Linked DNA regions of Macaca mulatta: region 2 is linked to region 1. Evidence: chromatin contacts called from public Hi-C data. All regions are on one chromosome and are shown on one strand. The core of a region is the stretch at or near the end of the contact, and the rest is flanking DNA. Distances in the headings are between cores, read along the strand shown.

What was found. A called contact is a pair of places that touch in the nucleus more often than the background predicts.
Region 2: a Hi-C map of liver shows a contact between it and region 1, with 5 times the contacts expected there. The contact joins the promoter of TSR2 here to the promoter of WNK3 in region 1. A contact is called at or near these places in 2 of 14 Hi-C or Micro-C datasets (fetal cortex germinal zone and liver).

Annotation. Positions count from the first base shown.
Region 1 is chrX:54,194,035-54,196,734 of T2T-MMU8v2.0, reverse strand. It overlaps WNK3 (WNK lysine deficient protein kinase 3), which reads left to right and starts at 1,265. Exons shown (of 24, transcript XM_077989069.1): 1 at 1,265-2,088.
Region 2 is chrX:54,273,048-54,275,747 of T2T-MMU8v2.0, reverse strand. It overlaps TSR2 (TSR2 ribosome maturation factor), which reads right to left and starts at 1,267. Exons shown (of 5, transcript NM_001193626.1): 1 at 1,182-1,267; 2 at 887-977. The coding sequence starts at 1,262.

The sequences.
Region 1 (2,700 bases), core at 16-2,515:
AAATGTATTAAGGGCATGGTCCGGTTTCCTTACATGTTCTGGCAATATTGAAATTAGTAAGGAAGGGGCAGAGGCAAGAGACAGGGCTACAAGGCCTCCCACCATTATACTCAACACCGCCCCCCCCCCTTACAAAGTCAAACCATTACACTTTATTTGGACTTTGGAAACCTGAGTTAAATTTATTGATTGTGCTGTTTTAAAGAGCTGAAAAAGACTGAGATTTCTGAGGCCTACGGCAAGAAAAGAAAAATAGGTAGTGGAGAGGGGATAACTCAGTGATAGGGCCGAGGCTGGAGGGCTGAAAGCATTAGTCTGATATTTCCCACACAGCCTCCCAGCTTGAGGGGCATTCAAAAAGAATGCCCTGCCCTTTAGCTGCGCCACCAGATGACTCCCGGGAGATTGAAAAATGTCTCGGCTCTGGAAAGAGCACACCTAGGTTCAAGTTCTAACTCCACAAATAGTATTAACTTGAGCAATTCATGTCCATTTCCCCTCCTGAGCCTCAGTTTCCTCCTCTGTCGGGCCGGGATTATTCATGGGAGAATGACAGAAACAATTCTATACTGCTCCTGGCATAGCACAGGAAGCAGTTTGAAGCCGCTGCGCCGAGGCTAACATGTACCGAAAGCTCGAAGGAAGCAGCATTCACTACCAGCTAGAGGATCTGTGAGTTTTTCAAGGAGGTGGCCGGTGGGAGACAGAGAGAGCCAGTCTCAGTTGGAGGCAGCCTTTCCGCATGCGCGCGGTCTAGAAGCCTGGCGGCGGCGAGGGGGCGGGACCAGGTTTCTGAAGGGGTTGCTATGGCACCGAGGGGCCGGGGAGGTTCACCGAACCCTTAAAAGCATTGCTCCCTCCCCCACCTGCCACCATCAGGGCCGAGGGCCATTGTTCCGGGCAAAATGGCGTCGGTAATCCCCCTCCCGGTCAGAGGCCTGAGTAAAACTGAGGGTGGGAGTCCGACCATAGGTGGGAAGAAAAACTACAATTCCCAGGGTACATCGCACCGGCCTGCGAGGCGCAGGGCACGTGCCCAGGCCTAGCGGTTACATGCCGTCAAAAATCAGTTTCATAGCTTCCCTTTCTCATCCCTGCTTTGGTCGTTTCCCAGCCCCCCCGCGCGCGCACTGCGGTCCTGGGGGTCGGGGGGAACATGCCGTGGCTGTTGCCCCCGCAACGTAACTGGGAGGCCAGTATTTGTAAATCTGTGCTTCGACTTCTAATCCCAAAGCCGGCAGGTATGGGTCTCGCGAGAAAGCCCGGGAGTTGGAAAAAGGGAGTTAGGGGTGGCGGGCGAAAAGGTGCCGGCGGGTATCACCTCCTAACAGCGGTGCTACCGCATTCAGAGGCTCGCGAAGACCCAAGGGTGGGCAGTGGGGGGCTAGGAAGTAGTGTGTGCTTGGACTTTTCTTCTTCTTCTCTGAGGGGAGAGGGTAGAGCAGCTGAGAGAGCGAGAGGGCTTCGGAACACACAGGAGGTGTCGCGCGTGCTTCCTCTAAGAGGTTTTCTCTTTGCAAGGGGGAGAAGCCTTTCTCCTCGACGCGCATCCCTGTCTCCCGCGGCGCCGAGGGGGCGGGAGGCGTGCGCGCGCACTCGTTGGCTGGCCACTCGGCACCTCGCCGCGATAGAGGCGGTTCCGAGTTGGGGCTGCTCCGTTGGCTTTCTCCGCCCCTCCCCCTCTGCTGTTCTCCCCTCCCTTCCCCGCCCCCCTCCGCCCCTCTCTCCTACCCGTCCGAATTCCCTGGCTGGAGTACGCGTGCGTCTGCTCAGCTCCGGGCCGAGCGCGAGCTTGGGCTCGTACCCTGCTCCCCTCTCTCCGCCCGCTCTTTACCTACCGGCCGTAGCTGGCCCGGTGGGCTTGCGGGGAGACGCTCGCGCGCGCAAGCGCACACGACGCGGAGCGGAGCTCGAGACATCGAGGAGAGGAGTAAGAAGCATCGGAGGAGGCGATCGAGGAGGAGGCGGTGTGTGTGTATGTTTCTGTTCTACGGTGTGGCTCGTCGTGGGGCGAGAGGAGGCTCGAGAGAGGGCGAGGGAGAAGCCAAAAGAGTCAGAGTCTCCTCCTCTGCGAGAGCCTCTAATCTGGTGAGGGTCCCGGGCCGGCCGGGGCGCTAGGAGAGAGGGAGGAGGCCGGGGGGCGTGTCTGGGATCGGGCTGAGAGATGAATGGGCCAGGGATGAATGGAGGGAGGCAGCGGCGGCCAAGAGTCTGTTAGGAGTAAGCGCCCTAGCGGGGGGCGGCTTGACCGAGGCAGGGTGAGTGCGTTCACCAGTCGGTACCGGACGAGGTCGGGCTCGGGGCTAAGGGGCTGTCGAAACCGCTGAATAGGCGGAGAGGAAAATGAAAAGGGGGAAAGTGGGGAAGGGCAGGTTTGAGGCTGAGGTGCGGTTTTTGTTTTGTTTTGTTTTTTGTTTTTGATTTTTTTTTTTTTGGTGGTTGTTGAGGGGTGACAACTTTGGGAGCTGATGGAAGACCAGGGGACGGGGAAGGTGAGGAGGATACAGGAGGGGGACCAGGATACGGTTGACAAAGGACTGAGTGATCACTTAAGTGAGATTGAAGCTACTGAAAGGGAAGATCGCTTCGGGTGTGGGAAGTTCAGTTGTATTGATGGGAATAGGATGAAGGAAAGAGTAGATTTAATTAAGAGGTTCAGCTAATGTGTGAGGGACTGGATGGGGTGAGGAATATTGCTGG
Region 2 (2,700 bases), core at 18-2,517, 79 kb before region 1:
CACATTATACCCTCATGCCACAGAACTTGAGTATTGCTGTCTCTCTGCTTCCCCCACCTAGTTAACTCCTTCTCATTAAGATCCAGCCCAATTCACCACCTCCACTGAGAACCTGTCTCCCCAGCCTGTTACCCCATGCACACTGAGCTCCTCTTTATCAGAAAATCTATCAATGTTGTAACTATTTACGTGTGTGGATCCTCACTGGATAGTATACTTTCTTGAGAGAGATGACTGTGCCTAATGTCATCTCCAAAGCTAGAAATTGAATGAAGGCTTTTTTTAAAACCATACTATGCAACAGGCCCTCTACTGGGCCTCTTGTTCTTGTATATCCCTCAAGACAAGCCTACAGTGAAGATCTTTGCTGTCCAAACAGCCACAGGTGGTTACTGAGGGCTTGAAATATGGCTAGGCCAAATCGAAATGTGCTAAAACTGTAAAATACCAGATTTTGAAAACAATACTAAAAAATGTAAAATATCTCAATGTTTTATACCGATTACATGTTGAAATATTTCGTATACAATATTGGTTTCATCTGCTTTTTGCTTTATTAAAGTGGCTACTAAAAAATTTAAATTACATGTGACTAGCATAATATTTCTACTGTACAGCGCTGTGGTGGATACTTTTATACGCATTTTAGGAACAAGGAAACGGAGTCTCAGGGAGGTAAATTGCCTTGTCCAGAGTAATCCCACGAGTCAGTGGCACAGCCCGTAAAGCACTGGAATCCAGGATTCTGACTCCAAAAACTGAATTCATTCCACCTCGCCTTTAGGTACCAATCCACAACTGCTCGAGAGGAAATGCAGGCTCTGCGGGATGGGGCTCCTCTCCACACCCCCACACAGGCGGGTCGCAGCGCCTCACATTCACTCACCATTGCGCATGAAGTAATCCTCCACTGCACCCCCCAGCCACTTGGCCTTCTCCTGGCTGTGCACACCCCCGAAGCCATTCTCCACAGCGATCTGTAAACACAGGTCCAAGCCCATCACGTCAACTTGGGAGCAGACTTGGAGTTGCCTGGAGGCCGCTTACGCCGCCCAGCCAACTCCTCTTACGCCGCCTAGCCAAGCCTCAGGCACCTAGCCCAACCAACTCCTGTTCTGCCCCTGGCCCTAACCTTGACCTTGCCCTGGCCCCAACCTTGACCTTGCCCTGGTCCCACTGACCTGCAAGGCCGGCCAGGCCTCCAGGGCCGCGCAGACCCCAGCCCGGAAAAGAGCTCGCGCATCTTCTGCAGCGCCCGCCATTATCCGGCCCCGGTCCACGTGACGTCCCGGCGGCCCAATCCCTCCGTAGCTCGGCCCAGGCAGAATGAGACGCAAGCCGAGCCTGAGAACACAGGATTCTCTTTTCCGCAGACCTGGCAGCAAGACTAGAGCAAAAGAAAAATCTGTCAGAGCGATCAATGACACCACCAGAGTCACTCACTTCAATCAAAGGACACCAGACCTGAAGGACGTGTGGGGCCATGGTTTCCGGATCCGTGGGTACTGCGGAGGAAATATGTGGGGAACTTATTACAGATACAGATTCTAGGCCCTGGGGCAGAGGACTCAGTGAGTATAGCCTTAAAACTCTGCATTTAAAAAAAGCATCTTAACATCTGCATAGAATACTGCGACAAACAACAGTAAAATACAATGAGCTCTCCCTATGGGGGGCGGTCCACATCCGTGAATTCAACCAACCTCAGATGGAAAATATTCAGGAAAAAAAATGCATCTGCACTGAACATGTACATACTTTTTTCTTGATATTATTCCCCTAAACAATACAGTATAACAACTATATACATAGCATTTACACTTTATTAGGCATTATAAGTAACCTGGAAATTATTTATTTATTTATTTATTTTTATTTATTTATTTATTTTTGAGACTGAGTGTCACTCCGTGGCCCAGGCTGGAGTGCAGTGGCGCCATCTCGGCTGACTGCAACCTCCACCTCCCGGTTTCAAGCAATTCTCGTGCCTCAGCCTCCGGAGTATCTGAGATTACAGGTGCCCACCACCACTCCCGGCTAATTTTTGTGTTTTTAGTAGAGACAGGTTTCGCCATGTTGCCCAGGCTGGTCTCGAACTCCTGGGCTTAATCCACTTGCCTAGGCCTCCCAAATTGCTGGGATTATTTATAGACGTGAGTCACACCTGGAAATAATTTAAAGCACACAGTAGGATATTCATAGGTTATACGCAAATACTATGTCATTTTATATCAGAGACTTGAGCATCCATGAATTTTGGTGTTCTCCGGAGGTCGTGGAACCAGTCTCCCACAGATACCCAGGGATAACTGTACGTTTTTCTGAAGTGCACAAGAACATTCTCCAGAACAGATCATACACTAGGCCATACAGTAGGCCTCAATAGATTTAACAGGATTGAACATACAAAGTATGTTGTCTGACCACAATGGAAAGAAGTTAAAAATCAGTAAAAATAAACTTACAAAATTCACAAACATGTGGAAATTAACACACTGCTAAGCAACAAATGGGTCAAAGAAAAAAAATCACAAAGAAAATTAGAAAACACTTTTAAATGAATGAAAACAAAATGCATGAGATGCAGCTAAAGCAACACTTAGAGGGAAATCTTTAGTTGTAAACATGCATATTTAAAAAGAAGAGCCGGACATGGTGGCTCATGCCTGTAATCCCAGCACTTTGGGAGGTTAATGTGGG